2 separate regions of the Drosophila melanogaster genome follow, and region 2 is linked to region 1. A link is a contact called in public HiChIP or PLAC-seq data. All regions are on one chromosome and are shown on one strand. Each heading gives the region's core, a stretch centred on a gene start, on an enhancer-like site or on the middle of the called end of the contact. The rest is flanking DNA. Distances are from core to core; before and after follow the strand shown. Region 1 holds the start of CG9727. Region 2 holds the start of CG1307.

The links. HiChIP or PLAC-seq counts read pairs in DNA pulled down with a chosen protein or histone mark.
Region 2: an H3K27ac HiChIP or PLAC-seq map of the Kc167 cell line shows a contact between it and region 1, with 8 times the contacts expected there. The contact joins the promoter of CG1307 here to the promoter of CG9727 in region 1. A contact is called at or near these places in 1 of 1 datasets of contacts at CTCF or cohesin (the Kc167 cell line), 44 of 107 Hi-C or Micro-C datasets (the Clone 8 cell line, the D17-c3 cell line, the Kc167 cell line and 15 more) and 5 of 6 datasets of contacts at active chromatin or transcription factors (the Kc167 cell line and the S2 cell line).

The regions. Positions count from the first base shown.
Region 1 is chr3R:6,454,334-6,458,419 of dm6, forward strand. It overlaps CG9727, which reads right to left and starts at 2,343. Exons shown (of 5, transcript NM_001275389.1): 1 at 2,265-2,343; 2 at 925-2,174; 3 at 619-861; 4 at 1-406. The coding sequence starts at 1,688. Zif (Zinc-finger protein) reads left to right here and starts at 2,755. Exons shown (of 5, transcript NM_001275390.1): 1 at 2,755-2,823; 2 at 2,884-3,097; 3 at 3,160-3,776; 4 at 3,834-3,968; 5 at 4,070-4,086. The coding sequence starts at 2,954.
Region 2 is chr3R:6,655,085-6,659,170 of dm6, forward strand. It overlaps CG1307, which reads right to left and starts at 2,358. Exons shown (of 2, transcript NM_001300273.1): 1 at 2,064-2,358; 2 at 946-1,809. The coding sequence starts at 2,252. The coding sequence ends at 1,438. It overlaps twr (twisted bristles roughened eye), which reads left to right and starts at 2,798. Exons shown (of 4, transcript NM_141419.4): 1 at 2,798-3,013; 2 at 3,084-3,343; 3 at 3,919-4,086. The coding sequence starts at 2,945. Taf1 (TBP-associated factor 1) reads left to right here. Exons shown (of 16, transcript NM_206438.2): 16 at 125-964. The coding sequence ends at 711. It overlaps agt (O-6-alkylguanine-DNA alkyltransferase), which reads right to left. Exons shown (of 1, transcript NM_001316493.1): 1 at 3,722-4,086.

The DNA of each region.
Region 1 (4,086 bases), core at 1,093-3,592:
AGGAGTGTATTTTTTTGTAGAAACTGTTGCATTGTTGCTCTTGATACGGGAGCTTAGATCCGCAACGCTCTCTAGCTTAGTGTTTAGCAATTTTTCTGCCCAACTGCGCACCACATCCCAGCACTCAGAGTCACCTCCTGTCGATGGTAAGCCACCCAAACTGGAGGCACTAGTTAGCTGACTCGGGTCCGAATTGGAATCACCCGCTACGATCTGCTCCGTCTTGCACAGCTGCGGCAGTTGCGGGGGCGTCAGCTTGGTGGTTTTCCGCATTGCCGCATAACAATAGCGAGAGTTTCCACGCGTCCCTAATCTCCGAGGACGAACGCCCGGAAATACCTGCTTCATCACCTTGCCGAAGTCTGCTGTGGACAGAGGTTTGATGCTGAGGCGTTCGCAATAAGCTCTATAAATGAATGGTGAAATAAACCAATTATTAATTTTAGGGCTATGCTAAAAAAAAAATGCTAGTAATAGTATGATTATTCAACTGATTTGCAGCATTTTTGTATATACAATACATATTTAGACTTCTCAAGCGAAAAATGAATGAAATACATTTTCACTGTTACCGTCTTAGTTTCAATAATGCTTTGAATAAGAATGAAAAGAACTCACATGTAATCATTGTACACATCCTGTTTTGGTATGGAGACCTGTGCATCGTGCTCCAGATGGGAACGCACCCAATTAATGGTATGGTTAATCTCCGAGCGCGTTCCTAGTGGATTTTGTGGCTGCCTCAACGGATCGGTGTCTGCGCATTCGCCAGGCAAACGAAGATAGAGGAATAGCTTCTCAATGGGCTTTAGTCCCGAGACACGCTCTAGAATCTGTGAAATCTGCAGCTTCGCATTGTCGCTGAACGGGAAGACGCACACAAATTAGCAAGGATAAACATAGGATTCTTCAAACAACACTTACTCCAAGCTGGTCTCAATCACCTGCAGCACCCTTCTCATCTTCTCCTCACTGGGAACTGATCCCGCTGAGTTGGAGTTGCTCAAAGCATTCATTACGTTTTCAGCAATGGTGGAGTTTATCACTCCACTGGCCGCTGGAACGCCCTCGTTCGGATGCCGTGGACCAGCTATTGTTGGGGTCGAAGGAGCAGCTGTCGCTGGAGTCGTGGTGACTGGTACTGGCGCCGATGGCACTCCCGCAGTAGCTCCGCCCATAGCGTGCATGATCTTGCCCAGACCCAGTTGCTGGGCTGTGCTAAAGCTGAAGGCATTGGCAAAGGCCAGGCCAGCAGCATTTGCACTCGCCGTGGCAAAGGGATTCGGAGTAAGTACGGAAGTGGAGACACCTCCACTGGCGCTGGTGGCATTGGAAAACGGAGGCGGCACAAAGCCGCTGGGCGTGGCTACAGGTACAGGTACATGGGTGTGACTCGTGGGCGAGATCTGGGCAGAGGCAGGTGCTCCGCCGACAGGGCCCACGGGCGTAATGGTCAAAGGAGAGCCCTTTGCATGGATAGCAGGTCCTTGAAATCTGGTTGCGCTGTAGACTATATCCGCGGGCTGTAGGCTGCAGTTCCCATAGGGATTGGCGTTGGGTTTCTGGAGGGGTAGTGCCACAGGGATCGGTTGAGGTATGGGAATGGAATTGGAGACTGGTGCTGTTGTTGCTGCTGGCGCCGCTGATTTCGTCCACTGCGCACCCAGCTGGCCGTGCTTCTCGGACATGTTAGGTGCTAGTGCTAGCGGCGCCTCCGTTTCCCTCCGCCTGCTGCTGCTCCCTCGTTGTTTTCTGCCTGCTGTGGTTTCTGGCCAAGATTAAGGGCGCTTCCGCTGCCAGGTTACGTAGGTGGCTGCCTGTGTGAGTGCTGGACTGCGTTCTATTGAGTGTGTGTGTGCCTTAGGAGATGGAGATTGCCGAGTCGATAACTGGCGCGACGAACATTTTGACGGCTGCGACGGACGAAGATACGGATGCCAGATATAGTTGCTTTCCCATTTTCCCGTCAGGCGGGAGTGCGCTGGGCGTGGGACGTGAAAGTGCGTGGCGTTCTTTACTGCCAACGAGCATGCGATTTTCCCAGATACGCACCGATTGAACCGAAATAATCCATTTTTTAACGAGAGATAAGAAAATATCTTGCGTTCTGCGTCTCGAAAAATATGTGGCGTTGCCAGACGGCTGCATTAAGAAATGTGCTTTTTTTGCCAGAGCTTTCGGATGTAAACACGGTGTTGTATTTGCGATTTCGCATAAATAAATGAGTAAATTACTAATAATTTGTATATAATTTGCAGATTCACCTTACGCAATGTTAGCTTGTATATGATAAACATGCAACGCTAGTCTTTTAGTGATCTTGCTGTCATCGTTATCGCCACTGGTCAAAAAAATGAGCCATAGAGAACTGGTTCCTAGCTAAATTAAATCTTTGGTGAGATGTATTGTCAGTATTGGACATAATATTTTCTATTGATAAGGCAAATTTAAGCGCATTAGGCCTTTTTTTAAATAATATTTAATGTAAGACGTTGGTATTTTTATGATTGAATTCTTTACTCTATCTAAATATACGTAAATATGAAAGAAATATATAAATATATATATAATTGTTTTCATAATATTTGAATATTTGAAGTATTAATATTTTCTTTCTCATTTTACAAGTTGTTTGTGTTTATAGGCACACTGGGGAATACTTTCAGTTATCATATCATATCGTTTAGCCATGGTTAAAGGAACAAATATTTCCAATGTATTGTCACAAGCAGCAAACATGTTTATCAGATATTTAACCAAAAATCCGCTTCCCGGAACCAGCAAAATGAACCACATCGTGTTCGCCGATGCTATGCAGCCCTGGTAAGGAAAATGGCGATGTCTTTTCGTTTCTTTTTTCAGTCGCTTTACACAACACTTTAGCAACACAAATTTTAACACTACAATACTACGCGAGCGGTTCTTTAAATTAAATTTCGAGCAGGATTCCAGAATGCGCGTCGAGCTTACCCCACAGACGTGCCGGGTCTGCCTGGCGCAGAGTGAGCGACTGCAGCGCCTAGACGAGATCCGCGAGGAAGGCGAGGAATCGCCGAACGAGATGTTGATTCAACTTTTGGGAGTCTCATACAGCAATGTAAGTGAATCGCTAGAGCTGGCAATGCGAACTGACCATTCATCCATCCATCCCTCATGCAGCTGAACGACAGAGAACACATACCCGATGGCATCTGCAAGTCCTGCAAGGTCGAACTCAACATGGCCTACCAGTTTCGCGAGAAGGCGCTGCGCAAGCAGATGGAGATTGAGGAGTACTGCCGGGAACTGGGCTTGCTGGACGAATCAGATGTGATGATGATCAAGGAGGAGGACGGCTCGCAGCAGCAATGCGACGAGGAGATGTACATCCTGGAGGAGACCACCACCGGGGAAGAGGAGCACCAGGAAGAAAAGGGGCACGAGGAGTACTTGGAAGTGGACACCAGCGATCAGCAGGAGTGCATTGGCGACACCATCGAGTACTTGGAGGACAACTACACCATCGAGATGAACTCCGATCAGACCGAGATCGTCCTGGAGTCTGAGAAGCAGTACGAAGAGACACCATCGCAGCAGTTGGCGCTGCAGGAGGCGGCCAAGGCAAGCCTGAAGGCGCGGCGCGGCCGGGTTCGTCGCGGATTAAACTCCCTAACAACATCGGACGGCACTGAGAAGGGTGGCTATATCTGCGACGTCTGCGGAAACTTTTACGAAAAGCGCGGCCGGATGATGGAGCATCGCAGACGCCATGACGGCATCTGCCAATATGCATGCGAGTAAGTCGAGTCGGTAAATTTCATATTAAAGCGATAACCCTAATCCCGCCTTCACAGACTATGCGATGCCAAGTTCCAGGTGCGCGAGCAACTGAGGAAGCACATGTACTCCCACACGGGCAGCAAACCCTATAAGTGCAGCTTCTGCAGTCGTCAATTCTTCTACGAAAGTGTTCTCAAGTCTCATGAAAAGTGAGTAGAAATGTTATTCTCACGGAGAGGCCTCAAAATGGGCCATTTAAATATATTCCTAGTTCGGGACAGAGATAACTAACTTTTCTTTTTCCGATCAGTGTTCACCGTGGCATCA
Region 2 (4,086 bases), core at 1,108-3,607, 200 kb after region 1:
TTTATTATCCTTACTTCGTGTTTGTGTTGTGCCCTCGATGTCCATGTCCCCACACCTTTAATCCCATATATGATTAGGACTTTGAGTACGCTCTTTCTAATGCGTGTTTTCAAAAACATTTCAGATGAATCCATGGATGTGGACCCCAACTACGATCCCTCAGATTTCCTCGCCATGCACAAGCAGCGCCAGAGCCTCGGCGAGCCCAGCAGCTTGCAGGGTGCTTTCACCAACTTCCTATCGCACGAGCAGGATGATAATGGGCCTTACAATCCCGCCGAAGCCAGCACAAGTGCCGCTTCCGGTGCAGACTTAGGAATGGACGCTTCAATGGCCATGCAAATGGCGCCGGAAATGCCTGTCAATACCATGAACAACGGAATGGGCATCGATGATGATCTGGATATTTCGGAGAGTGACGAGGAAGACGATGGTTCTCGAGTGCGTATCAAAAAGGAGGTCTTCGACGACGGGGATTACGCCTTGCAGCACCAGCAGATGGGACAGGCAGCATCGCAGTCGCAGATATACATGGTGGATTCGTCCAACGAGCCCACGACTCTCGACTACCAGCAACCACCGCAACTGGACTTCCAACAAGTGCAGGAAATGGAGCAGTTGCAGCACCAAGTGATGCCACCAATGCAATCAGAGCAACTGCAGCAGCAACAGACGCCGCAGGGAGACAATGATTATGCCTGGACTTTTTAGTGATAGGGAATAATTGTTAGTTGTTAGAAAATAAAACGTCGATTTAATAATAGGATTGAGCTTCGCTGTGAAACAATTTTATACACTTTTTACAATGCATTGTTTTAACGGATTTTGAAATACTACAATATGTTCTCTGAAAAAATATTTCCTTTTCATGCCAATATGTTTTTAATTATACACTTTACAATTTATGAAATCTAATTCAAAATATGTTTTTAAAATATAATTTTCATAACTTTAAATAATGCCTAGAAACAAACAAGTGTCACCATTACTTTTCAAAAGACCCTGATATTTTCTGAAAAGAAATAGACCAAATACTGTGGGAAGCTAGATATAATCTTAATGAGTAGACACATTTCATTTTTCAAATATATGTTAGTAAAGGATTTACCAAAACACAATAGTTTTGGAAAAAGGAAATACTCTACAGGGACTTAATTACTTGAGCTAGGATTTTACCACTTGAACCCCTACAAAAACGCTTCGGAGCTTTGCAGTTCCAGGCCGGACTGTCAATCGTTTAATGTTTAATAGCTCGGTTCACAGTTAATGTAATAACGTAAATCTTAGCTTAGCTTGCATGTCACAGTCGTCCTCCACCCGGTGGCCTTAATCTTTCAACCGCTCCACCGGTGCGCCGTATTGCTTTGTGAATTGTCGGGTTGCACTTGAGTGAATTAGTAATGCCAATGGCCTGTGAGAGTTTCCGAAGTGCGGATCTTACAGCAATTTCAGGTGGCCGGTAACCCGGTCGATGTCGGCGGCAGCCGCTGGACCCACGGCCAGCACAGTCTTGGAGTTGGCCTCTATTTGTGTGCGACCGGCGTCGCGGATGAGACACGTGTTCAGTTGCTGTCTCTCGGCCTCCTTCTTGATGGCCATCAGCTCCGCCTCGCTCTCCACGCGAACGGCTATCTTGGCGCAACCGCAGTTCTCCCACGACCGCAGTAGTCGAGGCGTCCTGACCACCGCCCGCTGGTAAGCACCCACCGCTCCGTGGCCACACTGGGCGGCAATTTTGCCCTTGCCCATCTTGAGATCGTTGCGCACCACCAGGACCATCTTAAAGTTGTCGTTCAAGCCTCCATAGCCCTGCAATGTTTAGAAAATTAGCGTTGGTATTATATTATTATAATGTGTATGTGCTATATACTTATGTTAAAAAATCATACTTTAAACTATGTAAAGTAGGACTTTTGAAAACTTCTACCGTACAACAAAAAATGGCACTGCTATTATTGTGACCCCAAGTGTATGCGTTCAATGATGCATTTGGGTCTACAACAAGTTCAGAGTACTAGGTGGATTGGGGCCATTGAATGCCTACCGAGGGCTTTCCTTCTCACCTTATCCGAAACTGAAGCCTCGGAACCGCTAGACACCGAAGATTCCTGCGAGAACGGGGTCGCCGCTCCCTCGGTGACGGAGTCCTTGGCATCGCCTCGCTTCAGGGCGTATCGGTAGCCCACGAAAAAGGACAGCATCACAGCCAGCCCATTGATGATCTGCGTCGGATCCAGCAACTTGTCGCCCATCTTTCTCCGCTTAGTTGATATTATATTTCGCGAGAAAACACCACCGATGGCGCTCACTTCACGTTTTCGCTTGCGGTCACACCAATTGCGGAAAACGTTACTGTCAAATTGTGGTGGCAGCTCGCTTATCGATTGCTTGGTGTGGCAGCACTGTAGCGTATGGGATACTCTTTAATTTTTACCGTTAACTCAGGAATATATTTAAGAACTATTACGAACGCTATTAATTCGAATTTTTGCCACTACGATATATATTATATAATATTACTATGTATTAATAAAGGTTAAGATGCCTCTAATGTGCGCAATTGGTAAGTTATAGGAATAAAAATGGTGATTTATAGTACAGAGTGACCTTTAATCTTAGAACTTCTGAAACATTTATAAGGTAAACACGAAGACCAGAATAAAAGACTAACTTGAACCAACGCCGGGAATTAAATAATGTTTATACCCAAAAAAAAAAAAAGTCACAAAAGGCGGGAGTTTTTGGGAAACAATAGTGTGACCGAACAATAGTTGCACAAAGATCATCACGCACCCGTCACACACCGTCTGGCAACTCGGCCTAAACATACGTGTCGGAAATTTTCTGTCTTCGTGGACGAAGCCGAGAAGTTTTGTTAAGGACCTTTTCAATTGCATTTAAAAAGGCTATTTCCTCCACAAGCACCGCAATAACAGCCGCAGCCATGGGCGTAGCCAGCATGTTGCAGATTGACGAGATGCTGGGCGACTTCAACAGAATGAACAAGCGTCAGGTGAGCAGCGCCGCTTCTCCGGGCAATGCACCCATATATCATCCTGATTCGTGCCCTTTCCCTCCCGCAGTCGCTGTACCAGGTGCTGAGCTTCGCCATGATCGTCTCCTCGGCGCTGATGATCTGGAAGGGCCTGATGGTGGTCACCGGCAGCGAGTCGCCGATCGTTGTCGTGCTCAGTGGCAGCATGGAGCCGGCTTTCCACCGCGGCGACCTCCTCTTCCTCACTAACTACAAGGAGGAGCCGGTGCGCGTCGGCGAGATCGTCGTCTTCAAGGTGGAGGGCAGGGACATACCCATTGTACACCGCGTCATCAAGCTGCACGAAAAGTGAGTTTCCTGGGGCTACGGATATGGAAACCAATCCCAGAAAGCGTCTTTAAGATGAATGGGGCATGATGTCGTACTGGGTGCTTGCTGTTCAAGTAGGCATTTTAACATCTCTGATCGGTTAGGTGGAATGAGCATCATAGTTTCTAATCGCCAGGGGAAGGAACTAAATTAGTGCCACTTTTGTGTAATGCTATTTTTTTAACTATTTGAAATCCTTGTGCACATGAAATGTTATGTAAATTTGTGGACCTCCCTTAAGCTCGTTTATGAGAAGGTGCATGGAACACAGTGGCTAGTAAAAGTTTTCCTACAGCAGTGAAGGCAAAAAGGAATTACATATTTTCTAAAAGGGATTGAAAATAGCTCACATGCCGTATGGAATAGATCATTTTTTATTTTAGATACAATTTGTAGTTTTAGGACACGTCATTAAGTTAAGCTTGTGTTTCGTTGTCTTAAAACATTGTTGTTTTATATTTAGTCACGGGCCAAGATTCCTTTTTATTGTATTCTGTATGATTTCCTTTTGGTTTGGTTTGGTCCCATATAATCCCAATCAATCTTTTCTGCAGAGAGGACGGATCCGTCAAGTTCCTGACCAAGGGCGACAATAACAACGTGGACGACCGGGGCCTGTATGCACCCAACCAGCTGTGGCTGACCAAAAAGGACATTGTGGGCCGGGCCAGGGGCTTCCTGCCTTACGTGGGCATCATCACGATCTTCATGAACGAATATCC